Linked DNA regions of Mus musculus: region 1 is linked to region 2. Evidence: chromatin contacts called from public promoter capture Hi-C data. All regions are on one chromosome and are shown on one strand. The core of a region is the stretch at or near the end of the contact, and the rest is flanking DNA. Distances in the headings are between cores, read along the strand shown. Region 1 holds the start of Rars (arginyl-tRNA synthetase). Region 2 holds the start of 4930403D09Rik (RIKEN cDNA 4930403D09 gene).

Evidence for each region. Promoter capture Hi-C pulls out the DNA fragments that hold promoters and counts their contacts.
Region 1: a contact with region 2 is called in a promoter capture Hi-C map of hippocampal neurons, with 2.8 times the contacts expected there. The contact joins the promoter of Rars here to the promoter of 4930403D09Rik in region 2. A contact is called at or near these places in 3 of 39 promoter capture datasets (embryonic stem cells, hippocampal neurons and pre-B cells).

Annotation. Positions count from the first base shown.
Region 1 is chr11:35,832,247-35,836,229 of GRCm38.p6, reverse strand. Rars (arginyl-tRNA synthetase) reads left to right here and starts at 1,702. Exons shown (of 15, transcript NM_025936.3): 1 at 1,702-1,793; 2 at 2,924-3,058. The coding sequence starts at 1,749.
Region 2 is chr11:34,297,037-34,301,599 of GRCm38.p6, reverse strand. 4930403D09Rik (RIKEN cDNA 4930403D09 gene) reads right to left here and starts at 1,858. Exons shown (of 2, transcript NR_167728.1): 1 at 1,719-1,858. It overlaps Dock2 (dedicator of cyto-kinesis 2), which reads left to right. Exons shown (of 52, transcript NM_033374.3): 30 at 1,035-1,113.

The DNA.
Region 1 (3,983 bases), core at 453-2,952, 1.5 Mb before region 2:
CACCAGACACACCTGTTCACCATTTCAGCTCCTGACACAGTATTCCCTAACACATGACAATTACTGACTGACTGAAGGAAAGTCGAAGTCCTTCCAATCCGGCTGTGTAGCAATGGGAACATAGGCGTTTCTCAGTGGCTTGTGACCTCTTTTTTTTCCTTCCTTCTTCCTTTTTTTTTTTTTTTTTTTTTTTTTTTTTTGCTTGTTTGCTTGCTTACCTGGAGACAGGTCCTTACTCTACAGTCCTAAAACTCACTAACTCAGGCTGGAATGAATTCACAGCAATCACAGTGTTGTGTGTGTGTGTGTGTGTGTGTTTTTAACATTTTTTTATGTGCTGTGGTGATAGCCAAGTGCCTTAATGCAGCATTTTCTCAAAGTGGGTATAGGTACCACTGGTGACAATATAGAAAACTATAGGCCCGGAGAGGCAGCAGATGTAATCCCAGAACACAGGAAATGCTTGAGTTTTAGGCCAGCCCGCTCTACCTAGCAAAAAGAAAACACAGGTAGATATGGCTGCATTCTTTATTATCTATAATAATATGTTGATTGTTTTTGAAAGTTTATCTATTTTATGTATATGGGTGTTTTGTCTGCATGTATGCTTGCACACCAGGAGAGAGCATCAAATCCCAGGGAACTACATGTTCATAGGTGAGTGTGAGCTGCCATGTGAATACTGGGATCAAACTAGGACCTCTGGGGGAAAAAAAAACAGCCAGTGCTCTCAACCACTGAGCCACCTCTCAAGTCCTATATTTATTTAATATGTAGCATCTTTAGCCCACACACTCAGCCCATGGATTCATAGATATTATTGTTTAGGATGAAGATAAGTAAATTTTAACGTGAACTAAATCCATCTTGGTGGTAAAACCACGTTACCACGACCCTTGGAAGGTGGAAAGAAAAAGATCAGAAGTTCAAGACAAAAGATCAGAAGCTCAGCTAAATGCAAGACTACCCTGGGCTACATCTTTCAAACGAACAGAAGAGCCTGAGAGATGCTCCAAGAGGCTGCCTGGCTCAAGTCATTGTACCACCTTCCTTTCTTGGTAATTAAAACATTGTTTGCCTGGTAAGGAGGCTGAGGCAGGAGGATGGAGAGTCAAAGGTCAGAGTGGAATACAAAAAGTCTACACATGCACATGTGCGCGTGCACGCGCGCACTACACATACAATGAAAAGGAAAGCCATTGTTTTCTCTTTCCCCTTTCAGGCAGTCTCCATTAGTTTAAGGACCTTTTTTTATCATACATTCTAAACATCTTCACATCCTGGAGAGAGTATCTAGCACCTTAATGTGAACAACAACAAAAATGCCTGTTTAACAGAGGGATGAGTTGCAGGCAGTGGTGGCGCATGCCTTTAATCCCAGCACTTGGGAGGCAGAGGTAGGTGGATTTCTGAGTTCGAGGTCAGCCTGGTCTACAGAGGGAGTTCCAGGACAGCCAGGGCTAGAAACCCTGTCTCGAAAAAAACAAAAACAAAAAACACAAAAAATCAAAACAAAAGAGGGATGGGTTCTGTGCCCATGCCCGCGCCATGCCTCCAAGCAGAGGGTAGGTTGCTTTGGCCTGCTCCCCGCCTCTCTCGCAGTGTCTCCTGGATCCCGTTAGGGGGCAGCAGAGGGCGCGCCCTGAAAAACCAAAAACAGTGACTTACCCGGGTAGGAATTTCCGTTTCCGGCCCAAACTAGACACTTCCGCTTCCGGCCGCTTGGCATGTGAGTCGCTGACGAGAGGATGGACGGTCTGGTGGCTCAGTGCTCCGCGCGGTTGCTGCAGCAGGTTTGTCCCTGGGCGGGGCGGAGGGCTCTGGAGCGGGCGGCGGCGGGGCAGAGTCCGCAGTGGCTTCCACAGGCGGCCGCGGCGACCCCAGTCCGGGACCTCGGGGCTTGCGAAGCCTTGCTGCTCCGCTGGCCCTTTCCTCTTGGCCGGGTCGTGCGACTGTCACTCAGAGAAGAGAGGGTGGACAGCGAGCGAGGCTCACTCTGCTGGTCGCCCAGGCCAGGTTAGAGCAGGACAGGTGTGCCCTGAGACCCAGCCGGAAACTTCCCAAGAAGCCGCCAGTGTTGGTCTGGAACAGTGTCACAATTTTGAAAAACGAAAGTAAGACCAGCCCCTTTTCTTTTTCGGGCCTAGACACTAGCGTTAGGAACTCAGTTTGTCTAAGTCTTCCCTGGACAATAACTGCTTTTATGCAAATCATCCCCGAGGTGCAAAATAAATGGACAAGCTCTTTACTGCTGAGTCCAGTGAATAGTAGCAGATCTTGGAGAGATGGGGAAAAAAAAAACCATATATATATGAAGTTTACGTAGACCCAGAAAAGGCAAAGACGGACACTTGAGTGATTTCGAATATGACAAAAGATGGATTGACTCCTTTTTGTCTCGGGATCTAACCCAGAGCCAAGGCCTATGTGTGGCAAGCAGCACTGAGGGGTGCAAGTCCCCAACTCCTACTGATGTTTGTTGGTTTGTTTTGTCGTTTTTGATTTGGTTTGGTTTTTTTTAGTCCCAAGTCATTAGATTTAGCAACACAGGTAGTAAAGCCAGAAACTTGTACTCTGACTAAATCAGGATGCACCTAGCTAAAGAAGAGACTTCCGTGTTTGACTCTGGCCCTGGACTTTCAACTCACAGCCTCTCAACTGCTAGGACTGGAGATGTGTACTGCCATGCACACTTGGCTGAGTTATATTCTCTGCCCCGCAGTCCCTCATCCCCAGCACACACATGTGAACTCAGTTCCATCTCATAAAGGATGATTGCTGACGTCAGTAAAATCATTGCAAAGTCCATTCTCATTTTTCTACCCCACATGTTGTGGAGAGCGAAATGAGGAAGTCTGTGGTAAGGTTTGCCATTATCCGGGAAGCATTTGTTTGACCTGGAAAAGTTGCCTTTCCCTTACAGGAAAGGGAGATTAAGGCTCTGACTGCTGAGATCGACCGGCTGAAGAACTGTGGCTGCTTGGAAGCTTCTCCAAGTTTGGAACAGTTACGAGAAGAAAATTTAAAATTGAAGTATAGGCTGAATATTCTTCGAAGGGTAAGTGCTCCGGATGTTTTCAAATAATTTGTTGTTGCTGTTGTTGTTGTTACTGAAGATTCTAGAAGTACGTGCTATAAGAATTGAGAAGAGGAGTTTGTTTAGAAATCAGTTTTCCTGCATAAGGCAAGTTAGGACTCATTAGGCTGGAGAAAGTGGGGCGGCACTGGCTTCCCAGGGCCCTTTTAAGTAGTTTATTATGATACCCCTTTTAAGTGGTTCATTACGATGGTTTAATGGTTTGGAAGTTGAGATTTCTTCAAAGGCTTATGTCCATGCTGTCAAAGGAATGTCTTTTGTTTTTAAAACCATTTTAACTACTGTAAAAGAAACAGTTTCTCAGGAGCAACTAACAGGGATGTTTTAAAATGCACTCACTGATTCCTAACTCCTCTGCAATGAAGTTGTTTATTTTGCAGTTTTGTGTTATGCTTTATAGCATCTTTTGGGGTTCTTTTCATTTAATGTTGCGAAACTTTCTCTGCCTCTCCTCCTCCCCATCCAACAGCCTCTCTATACAGACCAGGCTGGCTTCTGGGCTGGGCTGCCTCCATCTTGAAGTGCATTTTCTTCTTCTGTGTCTCTCAGGCTGGGTTTACAGGTGTGTACTACCATGCCACCATTTGAATAGCCTTACAGTCCAGCAATGCTTATCAATGTAGTTTGTTTGTTTGTTTGTTTTAAAGAAAGCCTACCTTCAGCTTCTTTGGCCTGCCTTTCAGGTTTGCTGATGACACAGCCTAGCATGTTGCCTCATTCATTGTTCTCCAGTGTGTGTACTTCCTTCTGGATTGCACAGGCACCGCTCCAAGTCCTCATCTCAGGCGTCTGACCAGTCCTTTGAAGCACTTTATTATCTGTGTGGAGGCAGCTGTGCTCAGATAGCTTTGTCAAGTGCTTGTGCGCTGCTGAAGGAAGTAAGGGA
Region 2 (4,563 bases), core at 609-3,108:
CATGCCACTAAGTGCAAAGGAAGTAACCTGAATTGGGGGGTAAGAATGAAAGCCTGGCATAGAAAAGATCAGGCCAAAGCAAGCAGGGTATTGCATGTGAAGAGAGAACTGCACTTGCCCATGGCAGTGGAGAGCCATGGAGGTCAGGAATGGCTATGATTCAGGCTGTCCCTGAGAATGGCAGGACAGGAGAAGAAAGCTGTGGGAACAGTCAGTGGGGGCTCACGGACAAAGACAAAAAGAACAAGGTGGTCAGAGAGACATGGAGGTTGCACCTCGGCAGCCCGGTTCCAAAACATGAAATGTGGGTGATATTTGGCTAGCACTGCGTCTCGGATAAAGGACTGGCAAGGAGGTGCTCAGAGGAAGTGCATGGGGTATGGAAGAACGATCACAGGAACATTGTCTATTATGGAGAAAAAAGCCGAGAAACCACAAAATGGCCCATCAATAAGAAACTGATTAAATAAACCGTGATACGGTCATAGAGTGGAATGCTCTTTGGTGATTAAAAAAGATGACGTGTAGCTGCACTCATTGGTGTGAAAGGAGTCTACGATTTATTATTGAGTAAAATTGGCAAGCTATGAAACCACATTCGTCGTGTAATACCATTTATCAAAACGACACCCTAAAAATGTCACTCGTATAGATACTTCTAAGGAGACCTTTGAAGTGATGCTCACCCACATGTTGACGGGAGCCTTCTCCAGGAGAGAGGATCCCAGAGAATACTAGCTGTTGTTTGGGGGACGGGATGCTCTTTCTTTATATCATTTCTGGACAGCATGCATTGTTCAGCCACTAATCACTAAGCGTCTAATCATTTGAATGTAAGACAATACAAATTCCTAAAACGTCAAATACATGGTTCCTGAATTCTAGCAAGGCAACCTCAGTCCCTACGTTGACCTGCATTAGTCTTCACCTGAAAATCAGCCCACTCTGGGAGAATGTGAGGAGATTTTAGTCCATCAGGAAGAGAAAAGAGAGAGGATGCTCAGATAGTTCAGTGACCTTGTTTCCTCTTCTAGGGTCTTCCTGAGAGCCATCAACAAGTTTGCAGAAACCATGAACCAGAAGTTTCTGGAACACACAAGCTTTGAGTTCCAGGTGAGTGTGAAGCATTGGAGTTGCTCAGGGCTACCCTGGCACATTGGGCTGGTTCTTCATCCTCCACCATCACCACCGGCAAGCACACAGAGGCCGTAGGTGTCTCTGAATACATGCAGAAGGGAAGTGTGGAAAGGAAAGAAGACGATGTCCCTTCTGACTGGGATGCACACCACTTCTTAACTGTAGAATGGGTGCTGCTGCCGTTGCCTTTCAACTTTTTTTTTTTAGTACTTTGTTCACGGGTTCCTAGGAGCAGCCAGTCACAGACCCGAAAGTATAAAGCTTTCAAGTTTATCTCTGTGACTTCCCAATTTCTCCAAAAGTCATTTTGGCGTGTGTGCTTAGCCACATTTTAGGGCCTCTGAGACATTAGAGCAGGGATTGGGCTGTGTGATAAGAATGTCCCTGAGGTAAGGAGAGTGAAGTCCCTGGCCCGGCCCACAAAGAACATGTTCTTCAAAGCCAGACGTGAAAGTCCATGTTACTGCCCATGGCTGCAGGAGTGAGAGAGAAGAAACCCTACCCCCAAGTCTTTGATGCCTGCTTCAGCAAAGTCCTCAACCCTTAGAGCTTCTGGTAACTGAGAGTAAGGGAATACTCACCAAGTACAGTACCCCAGGGTCATGCCATTCCTGCCTGCCCATCTGAGACGCTGTGTTTCCATCAGCCTGGCCTCTTCAGCTCAGCAGCTTAGGTGGGCAAGGATGTCATTGCACCAGAGTGATAACAACTGTAAAATGCTAACTGCCCTCCCACCTCAGGAGACTTTGCCAGCCCAGGAGCATGCTGGGAAATCTTATCAGTCAGTTGCTGTTGGAATAGTTCCTCTTTACAGAGCCTGCCCTGCCTGACTCCTCTTTGGAATTTGTTTAGTGACTCTGTCTGTGGTCACTGGTCACATCTAGGTCTCTTGATGTTTCTTTAGGCACTATCTGTCCTTTGAAATCATCGCTTATTATTCCTCCAATCCTGTCCATGTTTTCTTTCCTTCTGGTAAAATACAGTTACACAAGAGTAAAAAGCCTTGTGCTCATAGCCACTCTGTGCCCGGTGGGGGAGGTGACACCTGGGCTGAGACCCGTGCCAGGCACCTTCCTGGGAAGATGGGTTGAGCTCCCTTTGTTGGCTTTCAAGGATGACCCTCTTCTCTGAATGAGGTTCTTGGTCTTGCCTATGACCTTGCATTCAGCTCTGGGGACGGAAGTGACCAATGTTCATGATGACCAGAGTAACTGCCATAGTTTATATACCAGCTCATACGAAGTCACTGTCACAGACATTCAGCCACCCTGCAAGTTGGATGCCACTGCTAGCCAGCTTCTTTTCTGAAGATGCAGGAGTGAGTAAGACCTGGAATCCATGTACAGAAAGCCTGACATCAACACCTTAATGCCTTTGGGGCTAGAAACTGCGCTGGCTGATACAGGCCTCCACATTGGGCCATGGCCACACCCCAGGTTCAGAGTATCGCGATGGCCTTGGGTAAGGCTTTCTCTCCAGATGACATATCTTTCCCAGAGCAACGAAACGTGTCATGCTGGCCGTTTAAAACCAAGAGAAAGGTTTCATTTCCCATGCAGATAGTTGCTGTTTCCATTTGTTACGAGCCTGTTCAAAGAAATGGATATGTCCATGGTGTTTGAAGGGACAGCTTGGAACAACATACCTGGGGCCAGAGGGGCAGTGTGTGGCCATCAAAGGCCAGCTGGTTTGTCATTTTCCCTGATGTCAGCAGTTCTAGCCTTAGGACCTGCTGTTCTGACTGTCACTCTCCTCCATGGTCTTAGGGAGGCTCTTTCCCAAGACAGGGTCAGCTCCAGTCCTCTGGGCCATTCTTTTCGGTTTCATAAAACTTTTCTGAAAGAAAAATTATATATGCAACGTACCTAAGAAAGGAATGTGACATACATGCAAAGGTTAAATTTATGAATTGTGTGGTTTTTGGTAAAGTACTTCATTGTTCTGTGCTCGGTTTCTTCAACGTTGTATGAATATGCTGTTAGTGGCTGTTTCTTTAAGCAGCCATAAGGGTTGGGTGAATTGATTCATGTAGCTCACTTAGAATGGTCCTGGCAACAAAAGCGCCACTTAATAAATGTTACCTTGTTAGCATCAGTTTGATGATGGTGATGATGATAATGATGGTGGCGGTGGTAGTAACGGTGAGGCTGCTGCTGTTGGTGGTGATGATGGTAGTGGTAGTGGTGGTAATCATGCTAATGATCATAGTGATATTATAAGCACCAGGGCCAGGAACTCAGGTCAGTTCTTGACAGGCAAGCCAGCAGAGAAGCAGCTTTTTGATCCTCACAACATAGCCGGAGGCTGTCACGCCCACAGGATTCTGTAAACTATGGAGAAGAGCTAGGAACACAGAATCAAATAATTCTTTTCTAATGAGGCTTCCACAGATATTTAGTGAAAAGTACCCCAAAACTGGGTCATTTTTCAATCTTCTCTTTGTTCCCTCATCTTTTCCTCCCCCCCTTTGAGAATGGATTTGTTCTTTGTACCCTGCCTGGAACACCCTCCTCTCCTTCTTGTGGGCTCATGTATTATGCATGTGATAGCAGCAGGAGCAGCCTCTATCCTGGCTCCCTCTATCCAGAGCAAGAGCAGGGGAAAGGAGATTAGCCCTAACCTCTCCTCTGAATGATGGCTTTGTGATTCAAAGGGCAAAAAGGCAGCAGCTCTATGGATGCCACTCCAGAGGAGCCAAGGCCTGGGCATTATAGAAATGGTGATTTCTGCCGGAAGCTAAGATCAGTGGTACTCTCTAGATGCTGGGACTCGATGCTCTTGGCTGTTTGCAAGGTCACATGGACCAGAAGAAGCTACGAATTCACCTTGGCAGGGTGAGAGTCCAGGCTAATTCACTTCACAGACTTGTACAATTCCACTACTGAGCATAGACTCAAAAGGAAATTAGTGCCAAGGGGACATATGCATCCCCATGTTCACTGCCATGAGCACTTTGTGATGAACATGGCATCACTCTCCATGTCCCGCAATATGGCAATGCGTAAAGGGAATGTCCTATATACAGTGGAATACTATTCAGCCATAGAAGATAAAAGCTTATCTTTTGCCTTAGCTAAAATAGACCCTGAGAACATCATGTTAAGGGACATAAGCCAGACACAGAAAGACACGCACTTTGTGAGTTCATTCATATGTAGAATCTCTGAAAGCCAATTTTGTGGAAGCAATAAGTAGAATAACAATTGTGAGAGATCAGGGAGGGGGGTTCAGATGGGAGATGCTGTTCAGCATCCACAAAACTACAGCCATGAAGGAGAGATGCACCTGGTGTCCTTCACAGTGGAAAGCCTATGCACGCACAACAATGTATATCTTAAAGTGGCCAGAGGAGAGACTTTTGCCACAGAGAATTGATGAGTGTTTAGGTGGTGGATATTGGCCCAGGGATATACATGTATCTAAACT